Regions from separate parts of the Mus musculus genome. Here region 1 is linked to region 2. Evidence: chromatin contacts called from public promoter capture Hi-C data. All regions are on one chromosome and are shown on one strand. The core of a region is the stretch at or near the end of the contact, and the rest is flanking DNA. Distances in the headings are between cores, read along the strand shown.

Region 1 (5,605 bases), core at 1,498-3,997, 500 kb after region 2:
TTTTCTTTTGTAAGAGTTGGCATGATCATTGTGTCTCTTCACAACAATGGAAACCCTAAGACAGTTAACCTTTTTGATTTGCATATATAAAGTTCACTGTGCAGACAAGGAACCCAATCCTTGGATAGAATAGTCCAATTTTTTGATAAGTATGCAATGGCAACAAAAGAAGGTTCCCAGATGGTAATCCAGGACCCCAAGGCTTAGCCCTCTTTTTTATACATGGAGAGAGAAGGGATGAGTTAATTCTGGAAGATGGAGGAGAACCTGTTGAAGCATGAGAGCTCTCTGAGGGGAAGGTGGGGAACAGAGAATAGGGGTCAGATACTACGGGGTGAAGGGGAACCACTGCTGAGTTGAGAAGTCAGAGATCCTGAACCAAGTGGGAGGGTCCATTGGGTTTTTTATTAACCATTGAGCATGAGATTATTAAAGTCAGAATAAGTTGGGCACAGATGATTCTTTTTTAAGACATCAGAGATAAGAGGCTTAAGTCCCCTTAGGCTGTGGGGAGAGTGGGTACTGAGCCTGAGTGATATAATTGGTGTGGTTCGGTGAGGCTGGTAAAGCTGCCTCCTTACACTTACAACAGGGGAACAAAAAAGGTGTAGGTCCCTAAAATACCATCAGGATTAAATAGATGGTTCCAGTGTCCAGAAGGACGGATATGACTTATATTATTATGGCTAGCACAGGCTTGCCTTACACTTGCTATAAAGCTTAGGCTAGACCATAGGAGAGCTTTCTATTTCAGTCTCTCTGGGATTGGGAGTACAGGTACAAACCCACCAGCCAGTGGTTTTACAGTGTCTACCAACTTGGATTAGATAGAACATTCAAATATTGGAATGATAAAAACAGCTAATATTTACTCAATGTACCGTTTGCTAATTATTTTCTTTGACACGTTGTGTGCTCTGTTTCCTTCTCTTTCTCAGGAAAATGTACTTTTTAAAAGTTAGATGAAAAATCCTCCTGCGGAAAGTTGGTCCTTTTGAACCACATTCCTTTATCCAGCACTTTGGTTGCTCTGTAACAAGCCATTTAGGTATCTGTCTTTGCAAGCCCCTTGAGGTGCATGAAGAGTCAGGCCTGCCCCCACCCCCAGGGACCTTCAACCACCAGGCTCCACCCACAGAACACCCAACAGCCAGCCCCAACTCTAGAGTTAAAATAATTTTTTTTAAATAAAAAAAGCTCGAGTTTTGAAGTCCCCCCAATCCTCACCCTGGAAAGCTCCCCACACACCACCCCAGGAATCCTATATAAACCCTGTTTCTCCTCAGTCCTCTGCTGTTTTTTTTTTTTCAAGCATTGGCAGTCAGCCTTCTGGGATTTTCCCTGCCAACAAATCTCGTGTGAGGTTTGTTGTGCAATGTGACTTTGTGGTATTCCTTGACTCCTAACTGCCAGGACACCTTTCCATCTGAGCTGTAACACAGTCTTCCTACGTATAGTATAGGATAAAGATAATCTATGTGTTTTTGGGTCCTCTGTACCTACCAACTTCCTGTTCCCTCCTCTAAATGTCCCATGTTTTGGTTAAAAAAGTAAAGAACAGGTGAGTTGTAAAACTCAAGAGCACCACATATCTCAGATGCAGGGTGTTCTTGTTTCTGTATTGTTTCATTACACTGTAAGCATGTTTTTGTTAGGTAGGGATTATCAGTATGCTTGTCGTGGAGGTCACTTGTTCAAGTACCAGAGTCTTAAAGGAGTGTTGTGTTAGAATCTGACTCCCCTATTTCTGCCTTCACTATTCACTTTAATATGGGTTAAATAATAACAGCAATTCCATTCTTATTCCTTCCTTCATTATTGATCTTAACAAGGGTTAAATAATAACAGGAACTCTATTCTACTCATTGTTCATGTTCTAGACTTATTTCCAGGGTCTTGATATTTGTACTTGCATTTTTTAGGCAAAATGAGATTTATCTTTCTATTATGTAGACTGTTTTCCAAAGAAAGACTACAAAGACCTTCTGAGAAGCAGACTTAACTTGAAAAACAAGGTTTTCTGAAACCTACCAACTACAATGAAGTTAAAAACCTGTAATTGAGTTTATGCTAAATGCTAATCATAATAAAGTTCCCTTTTTATTAAGCTTTGCTTGCTTGCCAAAGTCATAAAGAACCTTTGTAAGACTTTGAGGACACCTCATCCTTCTACTGTGGGTGTGTGTGTGTGGGTGTGTCTGTAATGGTAACATTTTTGCCTTTCTATATCTCAGTGTTGGCTCCTGGTTTTTGACACCACAACACGTGGCTTCATCCTCAGTCTCAAGATTCTTTTTCACTGTTTCCCAGCTGTCAGAGGAAGCATTAGTCTCTTCACCAGAGATTCGTGGAACACACTGACAGTCCTGATAGAGACTTGGCTCCGGGTGGACCACCAGCATTCTTAAATCTTCAGACTTGCAGAGTAGTACCATTCAGAAAAATGATCTTAAACCTTTCATTGATTCAACAGGAAGATTCTTGGCTTTCTTTTCTTTATCTTTCCGTTTTTCTTCTTCTTCTTTCTTATTGATGGATAACTTCTAAATTACTGTAACAAAGTAAAACGAACTTCGGGGAGGAGCTGGAACTATGGCAACACTCACCCTAAGATTCTAGCAGGGCACCTCCAGGATACAGCTCCGGGTTTTGCCTCCAGCTCCCACCAGCCCCGCCTTTTACTCCACCCATCTTCCAGGATGCACTCTAATTTCCGTCTCCCAGCAGTAGCGGCAGCCAATCGACTCACTGGGCAGTGGAGCTTCAGGAAGAGGCCTCTCTATCCAGCAACCCCACTGCTTTGTGGGATTGCAGCGAAATCGGTGCTGTAGAAAGGTTTCTCTCCACGTTCTCAGCAAGTACAGAAGCCGAGAAGGTCCGGTGCAGCCATGGCGGCGCACCTGAAAAAGCGGGTGTATGAGGAGTTCACTAAAGTGGTTCAGGTAAGCGCTGGCAGAAAAAGCCATGGACCAGTCTGCGCGGGAGGGTTGTCCGCACCCAGGCTGTTCTCCAGATCAGCGCCTAAGCTTGTGTGTAGCCGGCTTAGGTTTAGGTTCCTAGGCTGCGCGTCAGGCAGGGGGCGTGTTAGGTCGAGGCCGCTGTTCTCATGTGTACTCTGACTTTGGGGTTTGTTGTTGTTGTTGTATTTAAAGTTCTGGGACTAGAATTCGGGGTCTTAAGCATGCTAACTTATCACTCTATCCCAAAGTCACACTCCCAGCTCACTTGATAAAGACAAAACAAAATCATTGGGACAACGTGCTGTATAGTTTTAAAAACTGTCAGGTATCTTATTTTAATGTCTCACAGCTCGGTTGTGCCAGATCGGTTATATTTGCATTCTCCTGTCCTCAGTTGGTGGCAGAACTCCTCTTAACTCGTGTACCTCTAACTTTCAGAGACAAGTTGAGCTGTATGCAAAACCCCAAGCTGACTAAAGGTCTGTAGAATTCAAGGCTCAGACCAAGCAGGCAAGAGTCACAGGACGGCAAACCTATCATCCTCTCTCTTTTAAACATAGGTGGACCAAGAGAGCCCCTGTCAGAACTGTCAGTGTGCTCCACAGTGTCTCTGTAGAAGCGATGTATTCTGCTTCTTAAATTTCCATATGTACACAGATACATACAAAATATACGCGTCTTGAGGAATACTTAAATTTTTTATCTTTTTTGTAGTAGGGGAGATTGAGTGTAGGGCCTTATGCATGCTGAGGCATGTGGTCTACCACCGAGCTGTTACAGATCTCGCTCTTTTAGGGAGTTTGTTATGATGCAGATTATGTTCAATAGGTTGGTGGTGTGAGGCAAGATCTGCATTTTGACCAGGCCCGGGGGTTTATGCCAGTGGATCCCCAGCAGTCTTAGATATTTAGGCAGAGTGGTCTCATTAAGGAAAAAAAAAAATTTTTTTTTTCTTTGAGACAGGGTCTCACTATGTAGAGCAGGCTGATCATGAACAGGAAGGAATCAGCCTGCCTTTTCTTCCCAAGTGCAGGGATTAAAGGCTTGCATCACCATGCCTGATGGAAAATGACTCTTAAACCTTCCATTCATTCATTAATTCAACAGGAAAAAATTAAAGTATTTTCAAATACTTGAGTGATTTCTGTGTACCATGTGTGGTAGGAAGTCGTTGTCTATCAGAACCCCTGCTTTTGGGGAGTACATAGTCTAACTGGAGAGCCAGGGCAGTGTCTCTGTTATCGTCACAGAGAGAACTACACTGGCGAGTCGGTATTCTTCCATTCTCCTTAGCATTTTCTCCTTTTCCTAAAGCCCAGCTCTAACTTTCAGTGATCTCATACTGCCGTCTTCTCATGTTTGTTTATCGGCTATTGGTAAATTGGCTTTCTCTTTATTCGTCTTTCTTACAAAAGCTTACATTTTTTGTTCTTTATATTATATGCATGAGTGTTCTGTCTGCATGAATGTCAGTGTATCACGTGTGCAGTGCCAGAAGAGGGCATCAGATCCCCTAGAACGGAAATTACAGCCAGTTGTGAGTTACCAGGTGGGTGCTAGGAGTTGAACCTGGGGCCTGTGCAAGAGCAAGAATTCACTCTTAGCCCCTGAGTCATCTCTGCAGGTCCAGCTCTTTTTTTTTTTTTCTTTTTTAAAACCAAAACAAAAACCAAGGTCTCAGCTGGGGTGGCCCACCTCAGAGGGGTGGGGATGGGGGATTGGCACATGCCTTTAATCCCATCATTAGGGGGCAGAGGAAGGTGGATTTCTGTGAGTTTGAGGCACGCTCCAGAGCAGCAAGGACTACACAGAGAAACCTTGTCTTGGGGAAAAACAAAACAAAACAAAACAAATAAGACAAGGTCTCATACAGTCCAGGTGCAGTGTCGCTAAGGTTGAATTTTAAACCTCCTGCCTCCACTTCCTGGTTTATGCTGGGGATTGAACCTAGGGACTTGAGCATGTTAGGCAAGTACTCTACAAACCGAGCTACGTTCCCAGCGGCCCTCGTGTATAACTGAGCATTGGCTTTAATTAATATCTTACGGTTCCTTTTTTAATGTAGTAAGTTCTGGACTTTTTGAATGAGTCAAGGGTCAGGAAGCTTTCCTTACTGGCTTTTCAGTGCTCCCGCATCTCTGCTTTCCTTTCTGGGTTTCCTGGCTCTTCATTCCACCCCTTCCTCTCTCTTCCTTCCCTTCCCTCTCCACTTTTCTTCACTAAAGATATATTTTTATGTGTGTGTGTGTGTGTGTGTGTGAGTGTATTTCATGTGTTGGAATGCCTATGAAGGCCAGAAGAAGATGTGAGCTCACTGGAGCTGAAATTGAGCGTATTTGTGAGCCACCTGACCTGAGTGCTGGTGACTGAATGTGGGCCTCTGAGAGCAACAAGGGCTTCACTGCTAAGCCAGCTCCCCCCCTCTCCCCCCTTTCCTGTTGTAGATAGAATAAGCTTGGCGGCTTTACATGATTTGTTTTGCTTTTTTTTTTTTTTAAGGTAGAGGCAAGGCATTCAGAGCATTCATGTTTTTACACAGTGTTGCTTCTTTCCTCCCTCCATTCCTTCTCTAGCATGCCATGTTTCATACATCTCTGAACTTCTAGAGTTGCCTATTTTATACAAAACACTTTAGCTTTAAGACC
Region 2 (5,107 bases), core at 903-3,402:
ACAGTACCAAAATTATAGTTATAACAAAATTATTTTATGGGTGTGGGGTCACCACAATATGAAGAACTATATTAGAGGGTCTCAATGTTGGGAAGGTTGAAAACTACTGGTCCAGGTAGAATTTCTGTCATAGTAAGCTATGAGGAAGGGTAAACAGGACTGACCTCCAATGCAAACGCTATAGGCTTCTTCATCCATACTAATTTTTGGTAGATTGTTCTAACTAGATCTTTCTTTGTTTGCTGTGCGTTCTTGGACTGTTTCTAGTGATCCTAATGGTTGTTTCCTTTTGTCTTTAATAACTTTTACCAGTTTCACTGAGGAATAGGTCGGAAGACCATCTTAAAATAAGGGGAAGGAAAAGGCTATTCACTTTACCCCTATATACTGACCTCAGTTTTTGAATGATGTCATAGTTAGAAGTTATAAGAATTAACTGAATGGCATGCAGGAAAACTTAATCAGAAAGTACCATAGATATGCTGACGACACCATTTTCCTTTCCCAACTGTTGTTGTACTTTCTAAAATAAAAAGATGTAACTTTAATTTTTTCAAACCTTATTTTTAATGATGGTTCTAAAATGCTTTAACCTCCCTTGTAGCACACCAGGCTACAAGGCACTTACCAGAGATAGTGGGAAAGAAAGGATAGGGGGAAGTGGACTTCCTTAGAAAGATTCTTTGGAGCAACTCTGTGTTGTCTGGAAATTGGCAGTTCAGTTCACAGGTCAGCAGCAGCTCGATCCACTCGTAAACACTTCATGGATACACCAGCAGTCCAGTTCAGTAGAGTTGGGATAGCAAACACGAATCAGCAGTGGTGGCACGACCTTGCAGAGACAGCCAGGCTTCAGCCTCCACACGAATCAGCACCCGAGGGACCCGAGAAGTTCTCCCCTGTGCCTCTCTCAGGGAAGCGAAGATCAGCAAAGATCAAGACCTGCAAGTGTTGCGCAGCCTCGGTCACTGTCCATTGAGTCCTATTTATACTCTCTCCAAACATCACATGTCTTCCATATTACTACCCAAATAATACTGTTTTCAATGTACTATATCTACTTCATTTATCAGTAGTTCACACTGCTCTTAATGAGAATCTGCCTTATTCCTTTAAGGGTGCTTACTATTCCAGGGCACTACCACATGTGCCTTGGCATATTGGAATTATTCTTTACTGTGGAATTTTAATTATTTACACTCCTTCACTGTCACTTGTGAAGTTTCATTGAATATTACTATGTCTAATTTTGCACACATGAAAATAGTTATGGCACTGTATTAATTACCTTTATGCTGCTGTTATAAAATGCCCTTATAAAAAGCAGTAAAGAAGAGAGGGTTTGGTTTAGCTTAAATTCCCAGAGGAATGGAGTCCATCATAAGAGGTGAAGCATGGCATGGTGGTCAGGAGCTGGGTGCTCATGTTTTTATCCACACACAGGAGGCAGAAGTGGGCATGAGATGGGGTGAAGCTGTGAACCCTCAAAGCCCACCCTAGTGATGTAACTCCTCCAACAAGACTATACCTCCTAAAGGTTCCATAACCTCCCCAAATAGCACTGCAGACTGGGGACAGAGTGTCTAAATAAGCTGTGGGGGACTATTCTCATTTAAATCACTGCACACTGCTACAGTAATGGCATGTGGGAAACACGTGTATTTTATGTTTTGATTGATAGTTCACCATTATTTACTTCTACTAGTGATAATTATGGGGGAGTTGTTTTGGGTTTAGATTTTAACAAATCAGTATGGAACCAAGTTTGAATTTTTAAAAATTTAATATTTTAAAAATTAAAAAGTTTATGTTTTAGTCTAAGTTTTGAGAACTTTGAAAGAGCTAATTTTAATAGAAGACAGAAATGTCAGATAAAGAGAAGTGTGTTAGGCTACGGCACTGGTCAGTGTCTGAAACCCGGTATGAAGTGCCACAGCTCAGCCTGCTTGTTATTTGTTAACATTGTTTTCCTCCTTTAAAGAAAGACTTTATTTTTATTCAACCCCGCATCCCCAAGCCTCACCAGCTGATCTGAAGAGTAGCAGGCCCTTTTGTCTTTTATTTGTCTTGTTCTTTCTCAGCCGCTCAGCAGGAAAGCAGACAGTTTACAGTCTGAGCTCATAACTTCCTTTCCTGTGCAGCAACAGTTGCCAGGATGAAACCTCTCTCAGCTGAGCATGGGTGTTCTTGTTGGTGGGTGTTCTGGAATGCAGATGGCCCTAATCCTAAGGCAGAAAGTTCAGTGTATACCAAGATACACATTTGTAGCAACTGAAACACAGAAGGAGGCTGGACTTACTGGAGTGGCTAGGCAGGGGGAGTCTTGTTAACAACGTGCTTGGCAAAGTGAAGCGCAGTTCTCTGCCACTCCTGTTCCCCTTGGTCTTCATTTCATTCTACGATGCCCTCTAAGGACTTGTCAGGACAAATTCCTGTAGCACTTCCCGAAGCCTATTTAAGCACAGATGGATAGGAATCTTTTATTTCCCTATTACCAAACTGTAAATCCTTGGAGACTGCATAGCAAGGTTTGTCCTTAAATGCTCAAAATTCTATACTTTGGTGCTAGGGAGATGGCTCACTTGGTAAATTGATTGCTGCCCAAATGTAAGGACCCCAGTTCAGATCCTCAGCACCCATGTAAAAAATTGATACTTGTAACCCCGGTGATGGAGGCAAGGGATCCTGACGGCTCCCTGGACATCCAGCCTAGTCAAAACAGTGAGCTCCAGGGTCAGAGAGACACCCTAGCTCGGAAAATAAGGTGTGGAGGTGATTGAGGCATGCACACACGGACACAAGTTCACCACACAGGTGGAGGTGAGGGAAAATTCTATACTTTGGAATGGTTTTTTTTTTTTTGTTGTTTGTTTGTTTTTATTTGTTTGTTTTTATTTTTTCGAGACAGGGTTTCTCTGTATAGCCCTGGAGCTCACTTTGTAGACCAGGCTGGCCTCAAACTCAGAAATCTACCTGCCTCTGCCTCCCGAGTGCTGGGATTAAAGGCGTGCACCACCACTCCCGGCTCTTTGGAATGATTTTTATAGACTCATTCTGGGCCTGGCAGTGGTGGTGCACACCTTTAATCCTAGTACTTTAATCACACGGATTAATTCTTTAATCTTGCAGAGGCAGACAGATCTTTGAGTTTGTGGCAAGCCTGGTCTGTGAGTTCCAGGACAGCCGGGACTGGCCGGGACTACACAGAGAAACCACATCTAAAAGAAAACAAAACAAAAAATCATTCTGAATACCATTGCCCTCATCATAGCATTATGGAAAAGCAAGCACTATAGGAACAAGCTGGAGTGTAAGTACTAGTAATTGGACTGCTGTCTGAGAACCTGGACTCTAGTACTGATCTTACCCTAAACAGGTTATGCATGGCATTTGACCTAACACTTAATATTTCCATTTTAAGCAGTGGTGTCTAAGTTGTTATAGCTCAGGTCCTTTTGAATCTTTATTATATCTGTATCATGAAACATTATAATAAAGCATTCCAAAGTATAGAATTTTCCCTCACCTCCACCTGTGTGGTGAACTTATGTCCGTGTGTGCATGCCTCAATCACCTCCACACCTTATTTTCCGAGCTAGGGTGTCTCTCTGACCCTGGAGCTCACTGTTTTAACTAGACTGGATGTCCAGGGAGCCCTCAGGATCCCCTGCCTCCATCATCGGGGTTACAGGTATCAATTTAGCCTTCTTGGAATCTCTCAATTGAGATTAACACCCCCCCCCCCCCCAAACCCCCCGGGCATGGAGCGTGAGTGAAGATGGGTACTATTCGACATTTCCTTCATGATCTTGAAGAGAAGTTGCAGATTGGAATAAACAGGCAACAGCACGTAGTTTTGTCTGTAGACCTTTCAGGCTTGTGTGGCATGCTGCTGCTCTACCCATTATATTCTCAACTTTTCCATTCTGGGATTATGAGGAAACAGAAGTGAGGGCGAGGGGACAGAGTAGAGGACAGGAAAAGCAAAGGGGCTGAGTAGCCAGCCTGTGAGCGTTCGCTCAGCTGCCGTGGAGGTTAAGTAAACTTTCCGTCACAGACTGCGTTCTTTTCCAGGGTTAGCTCGCTGCTGCTGGCTTCTCCTCCCTGCACTTCACAGGGAGACAGCTGACTTGTGTGGGTTTTTCTACAGCAGTCCCTCGAGACTGAAACTACTCAGCTATATTTGTTCTGCTGTGAGAACAGATAACTGGGAGGCAATTCAAAACATTTGTTTAATATTTTCTTGGAAATCCTTAAAGAAGCAAAGGGTTTTACACCTTGATTTAAAAAATAAAAATAAAAAGGTCACTGGTTCTACGCATCCTAAAATGTTTGGTGATTCTTAGTTTCCTGTTTCTTTCAATGCTTTTTTTTTTAGCTTCTAATAGCAGAATAACCTAGGAAAGTGTTTTGCTCTGATAACTTTTATATGACCAGGGAGAGGTTGGTTGGCCCATAGAGTAGCATGGGAAAGATTTTAATGTCATTTGTTGCATTAGTTTCATATATATTTGCCCAAAGGTTTTGTCTAAATAAAATCTTACACTGAGACTCAATCTATAAAGGAGATAAAAAGTGGTAGGTATTAACGAGGTAGCTTATGTCTGGTTTGTGTAGGAAATCAATCATGAGTGAATGACAGTAGGGACCTGGGAGATTGTGGAGAAAGTCTCCCTACATTTCCTACAAATTGATATTATTTTTCTAGGGAACATTCTCATAGTCCAGTGGTCTTGAGACATCTCCTATGACAGTGTGACTTCTGAGTCCCTTCTGAAAGACCTACCTGAGGCTCTTCTTGAGCTGGTCTTTCCTGAAATGCATTTGTGGCTTGCTGGTGTCTTTGTTTTCTTGTTCTGGTTTTTGTTTTTATTAGAGATTTCCATGAAAGAAAATACATCATGAATCTCTCTCTCCACTAATAAAGACCTTCCATTTTTGGGGTCCATGTTTTCAGGGATGCGTGTGTCTGTGTGTCACTGGGGACAGGCTTTGACGTTTCAAAAGCCCACCGCATTCCTAATTAGCTTCCTCATTTGCATGCTTGCATGTGTCGCCCCTCCCCCACTTGCTGTGGCTCTGATGCAAGCTCTCAGATACATTCCAG

The links. Promoter capture Hi-C pulls out the DNA fragments that hold promoters and counts their contacts.
Region 1: a promoter capture Hi-C map of hippocampal neurons shows a contact between it and region 2, with 2.4 times the contacts expected there. The contact joins the promoter of Ints4 here to the enhancer-like site in region 2. A contact is called at or near these places in 6 of 39 promoter capture datasets (the 3T3-L1 cell line, the C10 cell line, the HPC-7 cell line and 2 more), 1 of 115 datasets of contacts at active chromatin or transcription factors (bone marrow-derived macrophages) and 1 of 9 other capture datasets (adipose tissue).

What each region holds. Positions count from the first base shown.
Region 1 is chr7:97,478,209-97,483,813 of GRCm38.p6, forward strand. It overlaps Ints4 (integrator complex subunit 4), which reads left to right and starts at 2,748. Exons shown (of 23, transcript NM_027256.2): 1 at 2,748-2,942. The coding sequence starts at 2,889.
Region 2 is chr7:96,981,934-96,987,040 of GRCm38.p6, forward strand. The region is part of intron 5 of Nars2 (asparaginyl-tRNA synthetase 2 (mitochondrial)(putative)); the gene reads left to right. Among named protein-coding and RNA genes, the nearest start is that of Nars2, 33 kb to the left of the region's middle. Within about 2 kb of position 2,153, at least 83 of the 459 cell types and tissues checked have an H3K27ac peak or open chromatin away from gene starts, as enhancers often do. A contact at or near this core is called in bone marrow-derived macrophages and hippocampal neurons, where this site is marked.